Linked DNA regions of Arachis hypogaea: region 2 is linked to region 1. The links are chromatin contacts, called in public Hi-C maps. All regions are on one chromosome and are shown on one strand. Each heading gives the region's core, a stretch centred on a gene start, on an enhancer-like site or on the middle of the called end of the contact. The rest is flanking DNA. Distances are from core to core; before and after follow the strand shown. Region 1 overlaps LOC112776056 (ureidoglycolate hydrolase). Region 2 holds the start of LOC140182338.

Region 1 (2,700 bases), core at 7-2,506:
AGTGCATCCCCCCCAAAAAAAACAAAGATATCATCTCACAGCAATCTAATATCATATATTTAGAAATTAGAATGATATTGAGAGCATGCTTTCTCTCTTTTCCTCTTAAAGCTTATAATTTCAAAACTTTTGAACATTTTGGAAGTAGCTAATAACAATTATATTAGCATAATTTAGTTTAATCATTACCATGTTACAATCAACCAAACAGTTCTTTGCTCTTATGTGAACAGAATATCTACTCTAAATCTCTAATGCACATTGTGTCTTGCAGGGTATCCCCAATGGGCATGATTTTCATTCCATGTTACAAAGGTACTCATCATCTTTTACTATTCGTGCCACATACTCACATGTTCTAATTCGATACCATAATACTTTAGAATTGTTTGTTCTTTTTATGTAATTAAATTTACAATTTAATTTTGATGTACTATCAGTGTAAAGCAGCTTTACACGTGCATGGGATTACTTTACTCGCAAAAATAACTACCGTTTACATTTACCGCATGAATGGTCATCCAAAAGAACTGATGTTATTGGATGACTTGGTAAAACATTTTACATTGTCGCTGCATCAGAATTAAACTCTTAAATTAAACGACCAACCCTAGCCAGAAAGTTGAGCTCTAGTATGTGAAATCTCGGATTCAATGAATGAACTTACATTAAGAATCATTCCGTAACTTTCTCTATTGAAAATGCTAATACATTCACTTGCATGTCGTGATGCTATCTGGTCTGCATTCTGATTTATCTGAACATTGGTTTGCAATTTTTTTTTTTCAGGATACAGCCATAAGCCTGAAGAGTTTGCAAGCATTCAAGATATGTCAAATGGAGTAAAAGTATTAGCACTCACACTTGCTAAATTGTCCCTTGAGTAATATCTTCTGTAGTGATATTTAGTATGTACTCACCATTGTAGAGCAAGGATATGTAATTTAATAATACTGATTAAATAATGTTAAATTTAGATGTACCCCATTACAGTGGTTGAACTTAATCCATCTAATATGACCAGTGAGCATTAAAGAAACACTTTTCGTAGAAAATGCTACCGCTTTTATAACGTTGCCACTTACCACACCGGAAAAGAAAAAAAAGGTAGTATAAGTTTAATTCAAAAGACAACAGCAGAAATTAATTAGAAAGGAACTACTAAGAATCTAAGATACTAAGATTGTAGAATCCAGTTGTATATAACCAACTAGAAAGAATATCATTATTATATTATAATACGTTATATTATATTATATATGTATTAGTTGTAGTAATCTATATTTAGAGAGATGAGATCTTACTTTTCTCAATTGGCCACACATAGAGTTTGACATTCTCATTTGTGATTATGATTGATGGAATAGCTGGATTCAACTAAACAAAAGCAATTAGGAAAAATAAGGGGGAAATTTATTTTTAGTTAGGCTGTTCTGTTGGAATAGCACAGCACTTTGTGGATACCTTGAATGTGTGAATGAGATTGAAGGTTGCAAAGGTATGTATTATAAGAAAAACTTTAGGTAGTTTGTTTTGAGATATTGGGACAGAGATTGAGAGACTGAGACACAGTATCATGTTTGTTGGCTCAAAGACTAACACTAAAATTTCTGTCTCTGTCCTTAAAATTTTAGTATTTCAGTACTTTCAAAAACTAGGGACACAGGGAACTGAAATTTTTAGAGACAGAGACTGAAATTTTAATAACATTTTATACCTAAAATATCCTCATTTTAATTAATTAATTCCAATTTTATTTTTTGTGCAAATTTAATTAGAATTTTATTCTTGTTTCAATTTATGTCTCTCACTTTGCACCAAACAGAATATTAAAATTTATTTCGATCTCTGTCTCTTAGTCTCTATCTCCCAGTCTCAGCCTTTCAGTCTCTATCTCTCTATCAAACGCCACCTTAGAGAAGACAACTGACTTTGAGTTTGGTTAAGATATTGTTTTAATCCCTTGAGCTAAATTCTAATTTTATTCTTAATATTTGAAATATCTTATTTGTTTTTAACGTTTTATTTCATTCTATTTAAGTTCTTTAGTAAAAAATTTACAATTACGATTGTTATCATTACATAGAAAAAAATATTTTTTAAAAAAATATTATTTTTATTAAAAAATAAAATAAAACAATTAAAAAAATAAGATATTTAAACATCAAAAATGAAATTAGAACTTGGCTTGTAACTAAGCAACTGTTCTTAAAACTTCTTGTAATATTAAAGGTAAATTACTTTTTTATAATTTATGGCCAGATATTGATAGTGTAAAATATTTTATGTAGTTGTCCATTTATATTTATTGGTTTATATGATCAATTACGGTCAACACAAAAAGTAGTTATTTTTGTTGATATAATATTACATAATTAGATAATGTATATAAAATTGTTTTATAGACAGTGTATCAAAACTAAATTCTATTTTAAAATAGATTCTATTTTCTCTTGATATATCGGGCTGCGTTTGTTTCTGAAAATAGGACAACGCAAGACATTGAGAACAAGACATAAAGGACAGAGACACAAAATTGTGTGCTTTTATATTCTGTTTCGTGATAAACTAGAACAAATTATGAAAATTCAATTTATTTTCATTTTTTTTCATTCAAAAAATTTGAGACGAAAAATATAATAATAAAAAATATAATTATGAAAAATTAATAAAAATAATGCAAGAAAAAATGAAAAAATA
Region 2 (2,700 bases), core at 13-2,512, 190 kb after region 1:
GAATAGCTCATTCATGAACTTGGTTTCAAACATGATGAAAGGATTCTCACAATCAGCTGCAAATCCTGATCACCATCTTCTCTGGGATCATGATCAGATTCAGAATCATAATCCTGAGCCGAAAAGTACAGGACTCAAATCCGATTTCAAGTGCATGTCTTGTCCCATAAAATCTCATCAAGGCCTAGATGTTACTCCAATATCATGTTGTGCAGAGAACAATAACAGTCTTTACAAACAGTATTTGAAATCAAAAGAGTTTGAGGTAAAGATTAGGCCTGTGAATTTTCACAGCAGCCATGAAAACAGGACAAATAAAGAAGGAATAGAAATAAATTCATCTCCTACCATACAGGATCAGAATAACAATGAGAGTGCTGAATCCTACGCACCTTCAGAGAGGAAGGTAACAGATAAGTTCTTGAACAAAATTGATACTTCTGGAGGTGTATGGATGAATCGATTCTTGCCAAAATCAAGTGCTCAATTGATAACTTTTGATAACTCTGTACATCCAAATTCATATAAACACTTTTCTTATCTAAAAGAAACCAAAGAACAATGTGTTGATGATGACCACTTCCTCAAGAAAGAGGCTTCCATTGATGACATACCAAAGGTTGGGTTCAATCCCATTACACCTTTCCCTGGATTCAAAGATTCAGAACCAATGGCGGCCATGTTCGCGAGGAGATTAGGCGCAATCAGACACATACCAAGAGACGCCAAAGATAACTTGCCACACAGGTAAACATTAAACAATGTTTGCTTATTAGTTTTATGGGACAAGAAGAGTTCACCATCTTTTGTTAGCTTATTTGATCTTTTGATACTTCACATGAAAAACCAAATAATAATATGAACATCCTTTGAGAAGGTTTCAGAAATTGATTTTCTTTCCTTCATATTTTAGGCATCTAAATTAACACTAATGTTTGGAGCTGCAAGTAATTGGAATTGTCAACTCCTTTGAGAAGGTTTCAGAAAACCGCACCAGCAAAAGATCCAATCACTGACAACACTTGATTCATCTTCTTTCTGCATACTGAAGAAGCTTTTTCTCCTTATCCTGAGGGAAAAGCAGGTTCATTCTCAAGTTGTACATTGCTTTTTGTCTATAGTCTCAAACATTTCATACGTTTACACACAATTATCTATAAATGCTTTCTTCAGGCCATTGAATAATCCACCACATGTAATTTTATAGACAGACTTCTCTCATATTTTGGTTACGTCGATACCATTGTATTTTATAAGATGTGATGCTAACATCCATTACACGCATTGCGCTCCTCTTTAGGGAGGTTAGTCACATTATGGAATGTCATATGTAATATCACTCATATAATTTATCCAAACATTTACTTATGTATGTGCACAATTAGTATCACCAAGTTATATCTGTTATAACGAACAACCTAGCATACACAGATGAAATTGGTTAGTTAGCAAGTTAGAAGTTAGTTAGCTCGCTGTCCAGCTGGCAGACCCAGAGATTTATCACACGTGCACTCTTTCAGTCTTTCCAGAAATTGCCTTTTGGGAGCATACATGGTGGCCTCGGGAGAATGGGGTGCATGCTGGGCCTAATGTGGGCTTGAGATTGGATGCACGGACTCCTGGACTCTTTGACGATGTGGGGCGGATAGGAGGCAAACGGGTCTTGCTATCCCTTCATGATGCGGTGACAGGGGCGGCGGTGCATGGAGTCACCCTTGAGGGAACTGAGGCCAACACCACGGGAAGGGAGAGGGAAAGGCAGAGTGAACGGCGCCCGTCGGAGGCTGGACCCCGAGAGGCAGTGGCTGGTCCGAGGAGTTATGACGGGGCCACGGGTGGGGTTCCTGACGAGGTTTTCGAGGCGGTAAGGTTGGAAGGGTCAGTAACCCACGATGTGGCTAGGATGCAGGTGCCGCTGACCAGGGGAGGGGAGGAAGAGGCTAGTCCTGCTGCTGACACTGGGACGGGGAACCTGGTACAGGGAACCGGGAGAGGGAGCCCGTTGGGAACGCACCTAGCAGCCAGTGCAGATGCCCAAGCTATGGATCACGGCGGAAAAACATTGGAAACAGGGGCTGAATCTGAAACAGAGCGGCGACGACAGTCCGAGGGAGAGGAGGCCAGGTTATCGAATGAGGAGCAGATGAAGGACAATGAAGAAACATGGAAGTTGGCAGTGGAGTCTGGCGCTCTTTTAAGCGATGAAGAAGAGGATATTATGGGTATTTTGCAAGCCCAAAATGAAAAACTAGCGGCGAAGAGAAAGTTGGCGAAACAGAAGGAGAAGGCACGAAGGTGTCGTCCAAAGAATAAAAATAAAGTGAGAAAAAATTTGTCTTCATGATTGTGAGTTGTTGGAATATTAGGGGGTTGAGAGGTGACGGAAAATTGAGCATGGTGAAGTCGTTGAAGAAGAATTATAACTTAGGTATGTTGGGGTTGCTTGAAACAAAGAGGGAGGTAATTACTAAATATGATGTTGCAAGAATTTGGAGAAATAGTAATGCGGGTTGGGAGTTTGTGGAGTCTGTGGGGGCGAGTGGGGGTTTAATGTTAGTTTGGGATGACATGGTTTTTCAAAAACGAAATTATTATAAAGGCGAGAGGTGGTTGTGTATTGAAGGAGTGTTAGTTCAAACGAGCTTTAATTGTGCTTTTTGCTTAGTGTATGGGGCGCATGGAAGGGAAGCGAAGCGGGTG

Evidence for each region. Hi-C and Micro-C count contacts between places; a contact is called where the count stands out from the background.
Region 2: a Hi-C map of leaf shows a contact between it and region 1, with 2.7 times the contacts expected there. The contact joins the promoter of LOC140182338 here to the enhancer-like site in region 1. A contact is called at or near these places in 3 of 8 Hi-C or Micro-C datasets (all in leaf).

Annotation. Positions count from the first base shown.
Region 1 is chr19:125,496,680-125,499,379 of arahy.Tifrunner.gnm2.J5K5, forward strand. LOC112776056 (ureidoglycolate hydrolase) reads left to right here. Exons shown (of 14, transcript XM_029295601.2): 13 at 275-315; 14 at 790-1,039. The coding sequence ends at 887. Among protein-coding and RNA genes, the nearest start is that of LOC112776056, 5.8 kb to the left of the region's middle. Within about 2 kb of position 1,257, at least 1 of the 3 cell types and tissues checked has open chromatin away from gene starts, as enhancers often do.
Region 2 is chr19:125,687,883-125,690,582 of arahy.Tifrunner.gnm2.J5K5, forward strand. LOC140182338 reads left to right here and starts at 1,263. Exons shown (of 6, transcript XM_072228504.1): 1 at 1,263-1,304; 2 at 1,386-1,440; 3 at 1,530-2,295; 4 at 2,367-2,460. The coding sequence starts at 1,263. It overlaps LOC112778156, which reads left to right. Exons shown (of 4, transcript XM_025822509.3): 3 at 1-747; 4 at 914-1,372. The coding sequence ends at 926.